Linked DNA regions of Mus musculus: region 1 is linked to region 2. A link is a contact called in public ChIA-PET data. All regions are on one chromosome and are shown on one strand. Each heading gives the region's core, a stretch centred on a gene start, on an enhancer-like site or on the middle of the called end of the contact. The rest is flanking DNA. Distances are from core to core; before and after follow the strand shown.

Evidence for each region. ChIA-PET counts read pairs in DNA pulled down with a chosen protein or histone mark.
Region 1: a contact with region 2 is called in an RNA polymerase II ChIA-PET map of memory CD8 T cells, with 30 read pairs. The contact joins the promoter of Asb3 here to the enhancer-like site in region 2. A contact is called at or near these places in 5 of 39 promoter capture datasets (the C10 cell line, embryonic stem cells, liver and 2 more), 3 of 484 Hi-C or Micro-C datasets (CD4 T cells, LSK cells and regulatory T cells) and 6 of 115 datasets of contacts at active chromatin or transcription factors (double positive thymocytes, embryonic stem cells, epiblast stem cells and 2 more).

Annotation. Positions count from the first base shown.
Region 1 is chr11:30,952,459-30,958,036 of GRCm38.p6, forward strand. Asb3 (ankyrin repeat and SOCS box-containing 3) reads left to right here and starts at 1,940. Exons shown (of 10, transcript NM_023906.3): 1 at 1,940-2,111. Erlec1 (endoplasmic reticulum lectin 1) reads right to left here and starts at 1,673. Exons shown (of 14, transcript NM_025745.3): 1 at 1,456-1,673; 2 at 114-218. The coding sequence starts at 1,617.
Region 2 is chr11:30,185,844-30,190,758 of GRCm38.p6, forward strand. The region is part of intron 1 of Sptbn1 (spectrin beta, non-erythrocytic 1); the gene reads right to left. Among named protein-coding and RNA genes, the nearest start is that of Sptbn1, 31 kb to the right of the region's middle. Within about 2 kb of position 1,493, at least 66 of the 459 cell types and tissues checked have an H3K27ac peak or open chromatin away from gene starts, as enhancers often do. A contact at or near this core is called in double positive thymocytes, embryonic stem cells, epiblast stem cells and 2 more, where this site is marked.

The DNA.
Region 1 (5,578 bases), core at 690-3,189, 770 kb after region 2:
TTTTTTGCTACAAGGCTGTTGAGACGCTTGTTACTTATTTTAATATATGATCATAAGGCTGTAAAATGCATCTTTAGTTAGAGAGATCAGCAATATATGTATAAAAAACATACCTCATCCCCACTTGTCACAAGTGGAAGTATACATTTGTATTTTTCTTTATGAGCAGTTGTCATGATGATGTAATTATCTTCTTTATACAAAACTCCAGTTGTAGGCTAGAAACAGAATCAAAAGCATACATTATTTTTTGTCAGTTAAGGTGCTTTACCCTGAATACATTCAGTGCTCTTTAGAACAAAGGTTCCTCAAGTAAATTGACCAGTTCTACTGAAGATTGTTAAAGCACATTTTCAGATGTAGGCAAAATAGTGTAAACATCTTTAAATGATAAGGAGGAAATTAAAAACTGTATACTGTTGTCCTATCTAACAGAAAAGATAAAGTTTGGGCTGTAAAAGAAAACTAGTAAGGCAATAGATTGAAGTTTAAATGCTAATTAATACATACATTGAGGCTATACATTGTGGCACACACCTTTAAGCCCCGCCCTCAGGAGGCCGTGGCAGGCGGATCTGTTTAAGTTCTAGTTTGCACTTGTTTACTTTTTTGGCGGTGCTGGCAATGGAATCCAGATCTAGGTGTGTGGTAAATTTGTCTGTAGTAGTTACACATGGATAGACATTTCAGCACTACAATCATTCAAAACTGAATTTCCATTCTTGTTAGATTATACACCAAAATCTCGTATTCTAGGACTGGAGAGATGCCACAGAAATTAAAAACACATTATTACTCTTCTCGGAGGGGTGAGTACAGTTCCCAGTTCTCACATTGGGAGCCTCACAGCCACTGGCTCTTTCATTCTTGCCTTTTTACACAATACACATTAATTAACGATCATAAAATCCTTTTTAATCTCATGTTCTAGAGTCCTAAATAATAGTGGTAATACATTCAAGCCTCTAGTCTATTCTGCATGGCCAGTAGTATTCCGCATATAAGCTCACTAATATCTTCCAAACCAAATAGCCCTCTCAAATGCCTTAAGGGAAAAGATTCTCAGAAGCTGTATACGTCGTTTTTAAGTGTGTGTTGGAGAGAAAGAATGAATAGAGATGGGACTCCTGTCTGTTGGACGGTTGTGCGGGTAGGGTGATGTGCTAGTTAATTCTAAAACTTCCTCCACAGAGTGGGGCTGTAGAGAAGCCAGATCTAACGTAATGAGATTTAAAGGAGGGAGATGAAGTGACCGCTGATCTCCTAGTTAGTATGGAGGGCATATCCACTTAGTGTGCTAAACGAATTAATGAATGAACGAACACACTTAGGCTTGGGGTCGATAAATGCTTGGGAAAAAAAGGTTCTGGAAGAAAAAGCTAAGGAATCGAGGGCTGGCCCGAATGCTTCGTGCCAGAAAGAGGGGAGAAGGCTGCGGCTCGTGAGGGCACTGACCAGAGAGAACTCGGTACCAGGCCAGTTGACTCGGAAGGGGATGTCGTCGCTGAGCTGGGGCAGCGCTCGGCCGCCGCCGGACGCCTCCAGGAGACCGTACAGAACCAGCAACAGTGGCCCTCCGGGGACCAGGCTCCGCAAGCCGCCGTCTCCTTCCTCCATTGCCGCGTCCTCCAGCCACCGTCACAACCTCCTCTACCAGAGGAGAACAGGAGGAGGGGAGGAGGAGGGGGAGGAAGGGGGGGAGGAGGAGGGGGAGGAGGAGGGGGAGGAGGAGGAGGAGGAGGAGGAGGAGGAGGAGGAGGAGGAGGAGGAGGAGGAGGAGGAGGAGGAGGAGGAGGAGGAGGAGGAAGAAGAGGAGGTACTACAAAGCGTCCTTAGTGCAGGGGACCCAACCGCCGCCGCCACGTCTCCTTGCAGACGGCTGGGCAAAGCCGCCTCCGCCTTACAAGGGCTTGGGGCCACCGCTTCCGGGGCAGGCAGCACATCAACATCCGGGGTTGTTGAGTCGGTGGCCTACGGAAGCCCGCGCTTGGGTCGCGTTGCATTGCGTTGCTGCTGTAGCATCCTAGCGGTTGGACTCAAACGCAGAGGCCCGGGACTGACGCCGGTTGAACGGGTCTGGAGACGGCGCTTGGACGAAGCGGCCCGGCCAGGTGAGTCCTGGCCCGCGCGCTCAGTCCAGCCGCTAGGGACTCTCGGGATTTGGGGGTGAGTGGGCGGCGGCCCGCTCTCAGAAAGCAAGTAGAGAACCGAGCTGTGCAGAGTCGAAGTAGAACTTACAGTTCCGACTGAGCTGCCTACCCTCCAGTCTTTTGCTATTTGCACTCTCCATCTTCTCTCCAGAAGCTTCTCTTAGTTTCTTTTGATGGCGACTGTTGTCACGTCTGTCTCAGATGCTGTGTGTTTGGGGACACCCCCAGTGACACCTGCCACGTCCTTCGACTTTGGCATAGATTTGTTGGGTGGCTAGGCGCGTACAGTCCTGCATTTTTACTTCAGGAGAAGTTTTCCCTCCCTTGACTCAAGTGTTGGACTGTTGTTATTTTACTTAAGTCCAGAAAGTTTATGTCAAGGCCAGAGCCAGGTGAATGTGAAGTTATGAATCAAGTTACAGCAGACTGAATATAGACAGAAAGTTTTGGTTTTTGTCCCCTTCTTGAAAAAAGAAAATAATGTCCACATTTTTTTTCATCTCCTGTGTAATAATTTTACAGTGTTTGCCATAGAACATTTGGTAAGGACTGCCCATGTTGTGGTGTTAAAATCCACTGGGAGAAGAGACTTAGACTCAATTCAAATTTAGACTAAATGAACTTATTCTTACTGTTGGCAGAAGGAAGGGAGCCATAGAGCAAATACAGCCCACCATGCAAAAGGTGAATTAAGGTGGGGCTTTAAGGAGGACATCTGAATTACATGGATTACTGATATCCATGGAGTCTACATCTGATCAGGAAAATTGTCTCACTTCTCTCAGTTGTTTCTTACTTTCTCATTATACAGTAATAAAAAAAAAAAAACCATTTTATCCCTTCCCCAAAGCGATAGTAAGTTTTACAAAAGGCAAGCAGCCTTTAATGCTTTATAGCCCCATTGTCTGATTCTTATCTATCCATTAGGATCTCCCAGGCATTCCAGAGCAAAAGACTCATTGGCCAGTTAAGGGAAGCCTGGCTCCACGTTAAGTTTCGTCAGTCATCACAGAGGACTTCTACTCTAATGACTGAGATAGAGCAGTTCATTTTTCAGTGGGTAAAAACATAGTGCCACTAGATTAAGGCTGGCTGTCATATCCCCACACTCAAATTTGAACCAAATCAAAAAGCAGGAAGAGCAGTCCGTTTTTCAGCTTTGTAAGTTTTCTTTAAGGTAAAGACTCACACTATTAAAACAATATTGTTCTAGAACTGATGTTTTGTTCATTGCATTAGCTCATCATAATGTTTAATGTGTGTCAGGCATTGGGATTGGTAAGCTAGAGAGTAAATGGGCTCCTGTCATTTGTATCTCATTTTCTATCATTGAGATACTACAAATGAATAATTATGAACTAGGGGCTAGAGAAATGGTCCAGTTACTAAGAGTACTGGCTGCTCTTCTAGAGGACTGGTGGTCCCAGCACTCACAAGGAGGCAGGCTCCAACCATCTGTAACTGCATTTTGAGATCTGACACATGCATAGATATGCACAACACAAAACACATCATCATCATAGTCTCATAAAAATTTCTAACTAGATAGAATAATACCTAACATTTATTATTTAGTTTCTGCTAATCATAATATGACTATAAATACTTCTGCTGCGGCCACCTTGGGCACAAACTCGGCAGACAGTCCCACGGTCCCCTGAGGACTCTCCATTCTCCAGGTGCCCTAGCACGCCCAGGATCTTAGGATCACTGGTCAGTAGAACACAACATCTGTTCCAACACCACCAGGAGTGCCTGGGCCCAGCAGGAGCAGGGACATAGGAACCTTGCCCGACCAGTGGCTCAGGTTCCTTCTAGTCGGCACTGGTCTACCTTGGTTTCGATCTCAGTGGACAGCTCCATGCCCCCCACAGGAGGTACCACTTCCAGGGGCTCTAACACGTCCAGAATCTTAGGATCCTGGGATCCCAAAGAGCTTGGTCACGTGAAGATCTTGGTCACGTGAAGATCTCAGGGTCTCAGAGGAAGCTTGACTGCCAAGAACTCTGACACACCCAGAATCTCAGAATCACAGAGAAACCTGGAGTCTTAGGATTTCTGACTGAGACAGGATTACAGAGAGGACAGGCAACAATCAGATATATGGAGGGCAGGGAGCACAGGAGATAATCAGATCGTGTGAGGCAAGCATAAGAACAGAAACAACAAACCAAGGTTACTTAGCATCATCAGAACCCATCATAGCAAGTCATGTATATACCATCACACCAGAAAAGCAAGAAATGGATCTAAAGTCACTTCTCATGATGATGATGGAGGACTTTAAGAAGGACATAAATAACTCCCTTAAAGAAATATAGGAGAACACAGGTAAACAAGTAGAAGCCCTCAAAGAGGAAACACAAAAATCCCTTAAAGAATTACAGGAACACACATGCATACAGGTGAAGGAACTGAACAAAACCATCCAGGATATAAAATGGAACTAGAAACAATAAAGAAATTACAAAGGTAGACAAATCTGGAGATAGAAATCCTAGGAAAGAAATCAGGAGCCATAGATGCAAGCATCAACAACAGAGTACAAGAAATGGAAGAGAGAATCTCAGGTGCAGAAGATTCCATAGAAAACATGGACACAGCAATCAAAGAAAATGCAAAATGCAAAGAGATCTTAACTCAAAAAATCCAGGAAATCCAGGACACAATGAAAAGATCAAACCTAAGGATAATAGGTATAGATGAGAATTAAGATTTTCAAATTAAAGGGCCAGTAAATATCTTCAACAAAATTATAGAGGAAAACTTCCCTAACATAAAGAAAAAGATGCTCATGAACATACAAGAAGTCTACAGAACTCCAAATAGTTTGTACCAGAAAAGAAATCCCTCCTGACACATAATAATCAAAACACTAAATGTACTCAACAAAGATAGAATATTAAAAGCAGTATGGGAAAAAGGTCAAGTAACATATAAAGGCAGACCTATTAGAATTACACCAGACTTCTCCCCAGAGACTATGAAAGCCAGAAGATCCTGGACAGATGTATACAGACCCAGAGAGAACACAAATGCCAGCCCTGGCTACTATACCCAATTGAGAGAATTACTGTAGATGGAGAAACCAAAGTATTCCATGACCAAACCAAGTTTGCACACTATCTTTCCACAAATCCAGCTCTTCAAAGGATAATAAAGGGAAAATTCCAACACAAGGAGGAAAACTACACCCTAGAAAAAGCATGAAACCTAAAAGAAGATAGCCACATGAACAGAATCCCAACACTTACAACAAAAATAACAGCAACAATGAATTTTCCTTAATATCTCTTAATAGTAATGGACTCAATTCCCTAATAAAAAGGCATAGACTAACAGACTGGCTACAAAAACAGGAACCCAAATTTTGCTGCATACAGGAAACCCACCTCAGGGACAAAGAGAGACACTACCTCAAAGTAAAA
Region 2 (4,915 bases), core at 243-2,742:
CCCCATAAGCATCCCAAGGGCTATTCTTTCCAGATGAGGAAATCAGGATAAAAGAAGTTACCAACGGAGCCAGGATTGAATGTAAGCTTTGGTGAATCCATAATGCATGTGCGTTCTAGCCTCCTTCTGCTTCTGAAGAGACAAAGTCCTGGGCAGTTGTGCCCACCACTAAGACCAGGTTTAACACTCCTTCCAAGGCTCCCCTGGCTACTAGCACAGAGCACACAAGTGGGAATTCACTTGCACAGCAATTCTGTGCAGATAATACACATAATAATCTTCTCTACTATCATGATAAATGTCTCCCTCAATACAAATGAAAGTACTGTGTTCAAGCACTAGAAACATAGTAAATTCACATCTCAAGTATCACACACAGAAGCTGATGACTTACAGTGACTCAGTGGAACTCATCAGTTCAATAAACTAAGAATTAAAATAGATGCAAATAAAAATGATGTAACTCCTTAAAGCAGTGGTTCTCAACTTGTGGGATGTAACCTCTTACAAGGGGTGGGGTGGAGGTCCTATCAGATATCTTGCATATCAGATATTTACATTATGGTTCATTATAATAGCAAAATTAGTTATGATGTAGCAACAAAATAACTTTATGGTTGGAGGAGTCACTATATTAAATGGCCACAGCATTAGGAAAGTTGAGAACCACTGCCTTAATGTGTCTTTTCCTTAAAAAAGAAAATTAATTTTAAAAATAACAATGCCACATATCTCTTAAGAGATTGTTTGATCTTCTATGATCTTAGGTATATCATATCAATGCTTCCAAAATAATGTCTACAGTTTGTACAGGACTTCAGGTTAAATACACATAACACCCTTGAAACTGGTTTTTGTTCGAATGGTATCTGGCTACAAAACTCCACCATAAATGACCTCAAATAGAGGCAGAGTCTGTGCACATTCCATCAGACAAGAACAGAGCCTTGAGACTATTTAAGGTTTCCTCACATTCTTCATGAATAGTGTGCCTTAGTGCTCTTCAAATTAACTCTCCACTTGCATCATTTCACATTAGAAAGGGACAATAAAGCCAGACACTTCACAGGGACTTTGTGAATACAGGCCAGATAAAGACCAGTCCCTGTCTCCACGATACTGTGATTACTGTATTGCTGCATAAAAATCTTGTACCTCCGGCCAACTGGTTAGGGGACACAGGCTAACAGGTCTGTGGAAGGCAGGCAGCATTCCTCTGGACATCTCTAACAAAAGGGGTTGATGCTCTCTAGCTCTAGCAATAGCTGCTCTAGGTGCTTTGCATGAATTTGGGAGTAATCACCATGGTAACCGTAATACACATCAAACCTCACCTGGCCCATGAGGCTCATTAGCTTTCTGTTCTTTCTAAACAAAAAAGTGCAAGTTTCAATTGAGCGTATTTCCAGGCAAGCTGAAGACTCTCCCAACACACTGAAGGAAACCACACCCAGAAGTGGGGGGTGCTGTGGGGGTGACAGTTGGGGGAGGAGCTGGGTAGGGCTAGAAGTTGAGGCATTGTCTACTTAACTAACAGCTGAAATCATCCCAACTGCTGTGGGTTAGTGAGCACTTACCTCAAACCTCAAGGACCATATAACCATGGGTTTCTACACTGAAGCTCATTTGATTCTTACATGAATACAGTATGTGTATTATCTCTAGCCTACTTAAGGAAACACTTGGAGACCGGTAAGCGCAGTTCTCATGTTTACAAAGACAAGCTGGAAACGTATGCCAGGATTCACAGAAATAACCGTGGGAAAAGCTTAAGATATAATGTGAAGTAAAACATAAAAAGACACACTGAATTTATTTGATTATAATGTGTATGTGGTATGAATAGTACTGGAAACTTAAGTTTGCTGCACTGTCAAATTTCATGTAACTGCTTTCATTTTCATTTCTTTTGAGAATATAGTAATACTGATAGTGTTACATATTAAACATGCTAGGGTAACACAAAGGAGCAGCTAGAAATTTAATTCTGTCTTTTATTCACCCTCAATCCTGCTTTTGAAAAGCCATCAACAGGGCTGGCCAGATCGCTCTGCAGGTAAAGGCACCTGCCAAAAGCCTAGGCACTGGAGCTCAGTATCCCTTATACAGTAGAGGTAAAGAGCCTATTCCTACAAGTTGTCCTATGACCTACAAGTACATGCTATTATATACACATACATGCAAACACACACACATTAAAAAAAAAAAAAGGCAAGAAAACCTTTCACCAGAGTCACTCAGTGACTTAAGGGCTGTGGCTTCCCTCCCATTAGGGAGAGTCTGCAGAGCCCTCAGTCAAAACTAAGGATCACTTATCTCCTCCAGCCTTCTTTCTCCTAGAAGACAAAATCTCTGGTCAAAAAAATAAAAAAATTAAAATAAAAAAGTAAAAAAAAATGCTCTCTCTCCTACCTTATTAGCATCCACTTTAGAACTTCAATTACAAACCCAGAAAAAATAAGTACCTATCAAATAAAATATATACTTAGCATATTTCAAATGCACTTAACAACAAAACCTGAAGGTACCACTAGTCTGGTGTGCACGAAAACAGTTTAACTGAATGTAGGAACAGCATTCAATAAAAATAGAATGTAAACAAGGATCACCATTCAATGCAAGAGATTCTTCTAATTTAATCAAAAAATAGTTTAGATCTGAAGAGACAGCTCAGTGGTTAGAGCACTTGCTGGTCTTGCAGAGGACCCAGGTCCAGTTCCCAGTACCCACATGGTGGCTCACATCTGTAACCCCAGTTCCAGAGGATCCAACAGGCACACACATGGGTGCACACAGATGTATGCTGGCAAAACATTCAAACACATAAAGATAGAGATGGCTCAGCAGTTAAGAGCACTGACTGCTCTTCCAGGTCCTGAGTTTGATTCTCAGCATCCACATAGTGGCTCACAATCATTCGTAATGAGATCTGGTGCCCTTTTCTGGTGTGTCTGAAGACAGCTACAGTGGTACTTATATACAATAAATAAATCATTTTTAAAAGTAGTTTAATAGTATTTAAAAGGCATAAATTCTTTTCATTGAACATTGGAAGAATTTAGAATTTTTTAAAAGATTTATCTTTTATGTATATGAATGTTTTACACACATACATATATATGTACACATACACACAACACATACACACACACACACACACACACACACACACACACACACACACACAAACATCAGATGCATGCCTGGTGCCTGAGGAATTCAGAAGATGATATTACATACCCTGGGCCACCATGTGGATGCTGGGAACTGAACTTAGGTCATCACAAGAGTGACAAATACAAGCTAGGTGGTGGTGGCGCATGCCTTTAATCCCAGCACTTGGGAAGCAGAGGCAGGCAGATTTCTGAGTTCGAGGCCAGCCTGGTCTACAAAGTGAGTTCCTGGACAGCCAGGGCTATACAAAGAAACCCTGTCTCGAAAAAAACAAAAAACAAAAACCAAAAACCAAAAAAAAAAAGAGAGAGAGAGAGAGTGACTAGTGCTCTTGACTGCTGAACCATGTCTCCAGCCCCAAGAATAATTCTGTAATTCTCCTCTAATACCAAGTGGGTAAGTAAAGTGGAATTTTAAAAAATCTCACCAATTTCTTTAACTGCAGAATTTAAAAGTTAAAAAAAAAAAAATCCCAGCCAAAATGATGCTAAGACTTACAAAGCTAAGAACTAGCCATTTTTTTTAATCCTTTAATTTGGCCAGATGTGTTCAAGCTTGTCTTTAATCCCAACACTTAGCAGGCAGAGGTGAGCAGATTTCTGTGAGTTTGAGGCCAGCCTGGCCTACAGAGTGCGTTCTACCAAGCCAGCCACCAACTACATAGTGAGATCCATTCAATCAATCAATACATACATGCACAAGTTTTAAAAGTTCTTTAATCAAAAAAAAATATTAAACTGTAACTATTATACATTTGGTCAGGTTACTTTTATAATTAAACAATATTGCTAAACAAATCAAAAAATGTATGCATAACATGAATAATATGTAAAAGCACAAACTTCAAACCTCAGAGGTCATAACCTTTTCAGGACTGTCTCTTCCTGTGTTCTTTGGAGGAACAAGGGGAAGGACCATTTCCAAGACTGTTTCTTAAACTTGAAATTGCTTAAAACCCTCCAGAAGATCTTGTTAAAATGGGGTTCTAACCCAGCAAGTATGGAGCAGACCTGAATGGCGGCATTTCTAGCAAGTCTTAAATCACCTACAGACCACGTCCAACAAAAAGGTCTCCAAAGTTCCTGGTGCACTGTAGTAAGGCTGCCACCCCAGCGAATGCGCTGAGGACTGGCTTCCTGCATCCTCTTATGGGCCACACCTTTCAGAACAGGGATCTTGTTCAGGAGCCAATAACTACCTTTAAATTTAAACCTGGCTCAGCACCCCTTCCCCCACCTGTCTCTGTCTGTCCCCTTTCTCACTCTGCACTCTAGAATTTAGCCTTGCAGGAAGTTGCCTCCTGGCAGTGAGTTTATTTCTCATTTGCTTTCATTTGTTGTTCGGCTCAGGCTATGATGACCAACCCATTTTCCAACCACAAGACCAAAGCTCAGAGAAAAGGGCAATGAATTTGTGCTAATAACAAGAAATGAGTGTTTCATTTTAAAGTCAACTTTACTTGACTTTTATTTAAAAATTAGGATCCTTCTTGCTTTTATTTAAAGTATGCCATACTGACCAAACTACAAAGCTTTCAAGTAGCAAGTTCTGAGTACTCATTAAATGGCTTAATACTGTCAAATCTTTAATTAAACTAATCATTCAGCATTAGAAACATGCCCTTATCTGAGGTTTTTCACCGTTTTTTAATTTTTACTTTTTCATAGCTGGATCTTAGTTATAAAGTTGTTGGGGAGATGAGAGGGGAGTATCAGAATCTGAAAACTCCTGGCTTTTTCAC